Regions from separate parts of the Sus scrofa genome. Here region 1 is linked to region 2. Evidence: chromatin contacts called from public Hi-C data. All regions are on one chromosome and are shown on one strand. The core of a region is the stretch at or near the end of the contact, and the rest is flanking DNA. Distances in the headings are between cores, read along the strand shown.

Evidence for each region. A called contact is a pair of places that touch in the nucleus more often than the background predicts.
Region 1: a contact with region 2 is called in a Hi-C map of skeletal muscle, with 5 times the contacts expected there. The contact joins the promoter of MTMR10 here to the enhancer-like site in region 2. A contact is called at or near these places in 1 of 5 promoter capture datasets (fetal skeletal muscle), 5 of 47 Hi-C or Micro-C datasets (alveolar macrophages, embryonic fibroblasts, heart right ventricle and 2 more) and 1 of 2 datasets of contacts at active chromatin or transcription factors (skeletal muscle).

Annotation. Positions count from the first base shown.
Region 1 is chr1:143,866,252-143,869,142 of Sscrofa11.1, forward strand. MTMR10 (myotubularin-related protein 10) reads left to right here and starts at 1,495. Exons shown (of 16, transcript XM_003121665.4): 1 at 1,495-1,747; 2 at 2,331-2,391. The coding sequence starts at 1,688.
Region 2 is chr1:143,414,102-143,417,006 of Sscrofa11.1, forward strand. It overlaps OTUD7A (OTU domain-containing protein 7A), which reads left to right. Exons shown (of 15, transcript XM_021098720.1): 13 at 1,242-1,356; 14 at 1,516-1,600; 15 at 2,687-2,905. Among named protein-coding and RNA genes, the nearest start is that of KLF13, 120 kb to the right of the region's middle. Within about 2 kb of position 1,635, at least 41 of the 83 cell types and tissues checked have an H3K27ac peak or open chromatin away from gene starts, as enhancers often do. A contact at or near this core is called in omental adipose tissue and skeletal muscle, where this site is marked.

The sequences.
Region 1 (2,891 bases), core at 245-2,744, 450 kb after region 2:
TTTTGACCATCTTTCTCCAATCCCCCCGCCGGCCCCCCACTCTGGTAACCACAAAACTGATCTCCTTTTCTATGAGTTTGTTTTCTTTAAATCCATTTAATGTAGTGAGATCACAGACTACTCATTAAAAGGTTTTAAACATGTGTGGACAATAGTACCTTTACACCTATAACTCACTGGGCTTAACATTTTAAAGTACAATTGTGGTTCCTGAGAAAAATGGAATCATATGTTACTCAAGTTAACCAGAAAGATCAGTGGAGTTCTGGATCCAGGACCCAAGAAAAAGTAACTTGTGAATCTTAAACACTTAAGTTTTTTTAGTGTTTCCATTAACATTTGTCAGTATGATTCATATGGCCACATTGGAGCTTCCTGGTGACATTTTTTATAAAACGTTGGATTAGGGATTTATTCTTCAAAGTGTGAGAAGAATCTAGTCTCAACTAAGATTTACAAGAAGGTAACATCACTAACCCCCTTCCACCAAAGGCTGCTTCAGTTCGGAATTCTGTTAAAGAGTTCAGAAATGGCCCGTGCTTGATGTGCAGAAATTCTTCTGCTCTCTGCAATTAATGGCCAGAATATTCAGGCCATAGCCTAAGGAAGCCCTTCACACCGCTAAGGACTCATTCTTGCTGAGCTTTTAATTATTTATCTACTTGCTGTACCTTTGCATGTGAGGATAGGCAAGAAAAAACAGGAAGGCGACTTTCTTAATATCTGTTCACACTTAAGTTTAACAACGAGGCTAGGAGTTAAAATAAACTGAGCTGTCCGGGTTGCTGACATCGTCCTGTGTCAACAGCGCCCATGCCCACGCCAGCCTCAGCACCCCACGGAATTGAGCAGCAAGACATCTCAGTCACAAAGCTTCACGCTAAAACAAACAGACCAGGTGAAGGAAGAAAGTCTTCCCTGGTGTGGGACCTTGAAGGGACCGAGCTGACCGTTTGATCCCGGTCACTGTCAGCTGTCCTGGGCCACTTTCCCGGGGCCCGTCCCTCATCCGCTGGGCGCAGACAGCGTGACCCGCTAAGCCTGGGGCTCCAGAGTCCTCTGTCCCTCACCCCCACCCCAGCTCCTCCCAAAGACTGAAAACAACAATCCCCGCGTGAGCACGGTGACTAGAGACCAGCAGTGGAAGGTGCTGTCTCAGGAAGAGCGGAACTGCGGCGCAGTAGCTATCAAAGGGAGCCTCCAGCTACCGCCGTGACCCCGCAGGCCGCCATGACCCCTGCCAGCCGCCGTAGGTTCTCGCCGGCCGCCGAGGACCCTGCCGGCCGCCGTAGGTGCGCCCCTACCCCGCCCAAGCGGGGTTCTCAAGATGGCTCCCGGGCCCCGCTCCCCCCGGCACCCTAGCTGAGGGCTGGGCAAAGGCACTCTGCGTAGGCCTCGCGTTCCGGCGCCGGCGCGGCCTAGAGGTCGGGAGCGGCCGGCCGCCGGCCCTGCGCGTGCCTCTCGCCGGGCGGGGTGGGGCGGGGCGCCGGGCCCCTTCCGGGGATGGGCCCCGGCTCCTCCCCGCTCGGGCGGGCGCTCCGCCGAGTCTCCGCCCGTCAGCCCTCCCGGCCCGGCTGGCCGCAGACCGTGCCAGGGCGGCCGCACTGGGAGCTCGCAGCCCGCGGGCGTCGGGAGGCGGGTCCCGGGCCGCGACCCGGCCCGGCGGAGCGAAGCCGGTGGCGGCACCATGTTCTCGCTCAAGCCGCCCAGACCCACCTTCAGGTCCTACCTCCTGCCGCCCCCCCAGGTAAATATCCCTCTCCCCCGGGACCTTCTCCTCGCGCTTCCGGGGAGCCGCGGGCCCGCCGGGGAGCGGGGGAGCCCGGAGGTTGCCCTGTCCCCCGACCCCACCCCGGTTCCCCGTCCTCTGTCCCCAGTTGCGCGGCTGCCCGACCTTGGCTCGGGGAAGCGCGCCTTCCTGGGAGCCCCACTGGCTCCTTGGAAACTTGCAGAACTCCGCCGCAGCCATTCCCTCCCCCCAAGACCCCCGGGAGCGACGGAGCAACCGGAGCCGGATTTATTTAGCCCTTTGCTTGGCGACAGTCCCTGCTGTGACCGCCAGCTGATTACATCGCCTGTGGGCACTTAGTGGAAGAAGTCACGCACCTGTCTTAAAAGTGAACACCTGGAAGCGGCTTAGGCGCTTAGAGTGTTTTTATGCTCAGACTCTCAATTCCATTATGAGCAGACCTTTCTTTAAAAGAGCTGGGTGAAAATGTGAAAGAATTTAAGGGGGGGATATGTATCATCACTTAGAAAACTAAATTTGCTTTAGTCTCTCACAGGGAAAAAAAGATTTGATTTTGATTTATTTTGCTAATGTATTTCAGACTGACGATAAGATTAATTCGGAACCGAAGATTAAAAAACTGGAGCCAGTTCTTTTGCCAGGTAAACATGAGGGTTCTAATAGATAATTTAGTGGTGTGTTTTGGTCTAAGACTCTTCTATCAGCTAGTACCATGTGGTTAACTTTCCTCATTTACTTTAAAGTTTAGCAAGTTAAAAATCTAAGACTGAGGAGGGAGGGAAAAAGTTGGTAAGATGTAAACAACAGCAACAAAAAGTAGTGTTAAATGGGTATTTGCCCTTGAAAATTGACGCATCATAGAAAACTGTCAAGAATATCACTCTTATTTCCTCTTTTGTCTCCTGAAATGTGCTTTTTGAAAGCTATCATTAATTGCTTAGGTAGTGAAAGAACTGTCTGCAAATTCATGCAGGAATGGTTAATAGATCATCATTTTAACAGTATGAAAAGCAACTTTTATTATGTTTGGGTCTCTATACCAGTGATAGAGCTTAGTGACCTTTGAATTACTTACTTGGCAATTGTTTTTTGAAGGTGTCAGCTGTGTTTGCAGATCTTCTTGTTTCAATTTAGAATGGGG
Region 2 (2,905 bases), core at 385-2,884:
AAACAGGAAACAAGGCAGCTCCAGCAAACAAAGCAGCTGACCCAACCAAGCCCTGGGCTATGCTGCTCAGCTGGGACTTGAACCTCAGGAGGGGCCTACAGCCCCCACGAAAAGACTGCTGCTCAGAGGGCGGAAATGGGGCTGCCATATTTCTCCCTACCTCCCAACTGCGAGTCAACCCCATCACTAGGGAACTGATCTCAGCTGGCCCACTGCAACTCCAGAAGCCCCCAGTGGATCCTAGACAAACCTGTAAACACCAACCTCTGCCCCAGCCTTTCAGAGGTGGCCAGGATCCCCAGGGGCAGGGGTGGGTTGCAGTCAGGAGTGGTTTTGATGACTCTGTCCCTTGGTGCAGCGAGGGGCCCATCCTTGCCTTCTCTATCTCTTCCCTCCTCAGAAGGCTCATTGGCTGGCCTCTTTGCCTGAGCTTCCTCAGCCTGCTGTTTACCTTATCACCACCTGACAGCAGGAAGTGTATGTCACCTGTGTACTCTGTCCCCGCCTCCCACCCCCAATACAGGAGGTGAGCTCCCTATGACAAAGGGGTATGGGATGTGGGGGTCCCACACTGTCACAGACTTGCTGAATGAACTCACAAATGAGCAGGGGGGTAGGCAGCCCTCACTCTCTGGGAGGAGATGGGAGGGCCTCGCCCTAAAGCCGCACCCCCACCCCAGGTGAACTAGAAGCAGCAGAAGCAATAATACCGTTTCTTTGTCTGCCGCCAGAGGTGGGTATTTCCGGTCTGACAGACCCAAGTTGAGGACAGGTAGTGTGTCCAACTGCTTTTCAGAATCCACAAAAAGTAGGACATTTTAAAAACTATTAGTAGCAGTTTTAAAATATTACCACCTTGGAGTTCCTGGCTCAGTGGTTAATGAACCCGACTAGTATCTGTGAGGACGTGGGTTCTATCCTTGGCCTTGTTCCCTGGGTTAAGGATCTGGCATTAAGGTGAGCTCTGGTGTAGGCCAGCGAGCTGCAGCTCCGTTTTGAGCCCTAGCCTGGGAACCTCCATATGCTGCGGCCCTAAAAAGACAAAAGAATAAAAATAAAATATGTGGCCCTAAAGCTCCCGCTGGCCCAGATGTCCCCTGTACACCTCCATTCCGTTTCCTTAATCACGGAGCCTCCTGGTCTTGGGGCCCATTTCCTGCCCTTTCTCGGGGCTGCGGGAGCACTGACCTCCGTCCTGGCCGGTGGACCACCTGGCACTGGCCTCCCTCTTTTGCGTTCAGCCGTAATCCCCCTGACGGATTCGGAGCACAAGCTGCTGCCTCTGCACTTTGCTGTGGACCCCGGCAAGGACTGGGAATGGGGGAAAGACGACAACGATAACGCCAGGCTGGCACAGTAAGACCCTACCCCTGTGTCCCCCTCCCCCACGCCCTACGGAGCGGGCTGTCGCTGGGCTCCCCGGGGAGGGGCTGGGCGCAGCGCCCCGGCTCCTCTGGAGACGGTCGGCGGGCGGGGCGAGCCGGGACGCGTCTCATTTGGTGTTCCTCTCTCTAGCCTGATCCTGTCGCTGGAAGCCAAGCTAAACCTTCTGCATAGCTACATGAATGTGACGTGGATCCGGATCCCCTCGGAGACCCGGGTAAGCTAGGCGTGCGACGGGAAGAAGCGGCAGGCGGGGCGGCGGCTGCTCATTCTGCTCCGGCAGGAAGGCGGGGGTGCATCCTCCCCAACGCTGACCGCCCAGGTTCCGACTGGAACGCGCGCCTGTCTGCGCGTGCGCCTGCGTGTCTGGCCATAGCAGCGCTCAGGCTAGGTTGTGTGTCTGTGTGTGTGTTTTATTTTTTTGAGGTCCCCTTATCTTCGACAGAAGGAGCGGAATAAACACGCCCACTCAGAAAACAAACCGTAGGCAAGTCGCAACACAAAACTCTGCCCAGCTCGGAACACGATGTGCTGCCACGGAGCGGAATTAATTATAAAAGTGTGTGGGTCCTCGGAAAAGGCAGAGAACCGAGGGCGCGATTCCTTGGCACCCCCCCCTTCCCCTCACTTTCCCTCCCCTCCGAAAAGGCGGTGACAAGGGGGGCTGCCTGCCCCACTTGGCCCCCTCCCCCAGGGAGAACCCATGCTGTCCTCGCCTCCAGATACTAAGACGGATTCGCTTTAAGTATCTGATATTTTTGTGGTCTCAGTGATGGTCTCCCCAAAAGAGATGTTTAAAAGAAAAGCTTATAAGTGAATTTATTCTCCCTAGACATTAGTTTATGTAGCCATAAAGTGGAGCTTATAATTAATATTTTATAAGTGACAGGAGAAGAGCAAATAGGGCAGTGCCCGGCACAATCAGTACCCAGGACAAGCCGGCACCACTCAGAGTGCTTTCATACTTCAGCCTTTACCTGTATTTAATCTTCACTGGGCTCCCTGAGGCAGGTACCGATACCCCTCTTACTAATGGCACAAGTGACAGCTGGTGGCAGTCTGGCTTCGGAGTCCTGCCTCATCTCCACATTGACCTGCCTGTCAATTACTCTGGACGTCCTTGTTTAGCCCTTATGAGGGCTGTGAAGGCAGCAACTCGAGATCTAGAATCAGGAGACTCGGTTGGGACAGGGACAGTGGGGCTGGAGGCAACACAGCGGGGAGGGAGGGATCTGCCTCCATCAGTCCGCTTGGGGACTGCTGATTTCTAACCTCATCCCTTACCTGCCCGCCCCCTCCACAGGCCCCTCTAGCACAGCCGGAGTCCCCGACCGCCTCGGCGGGGGAGGACGTGCAGTCCTTGGCCGATTCACTCGATTCAGACCGCGACTCGGTGTGCAGCAACTCCAACAGCAACAACGGCAAGAACGGCAAGGACAAGGAGAAGGAGAAACAGCGCAAGGACAAGGACAAGACACGAGCGGATTCTGTGGCCAATAAGCTAGGCAGCTTCAGCAAGACG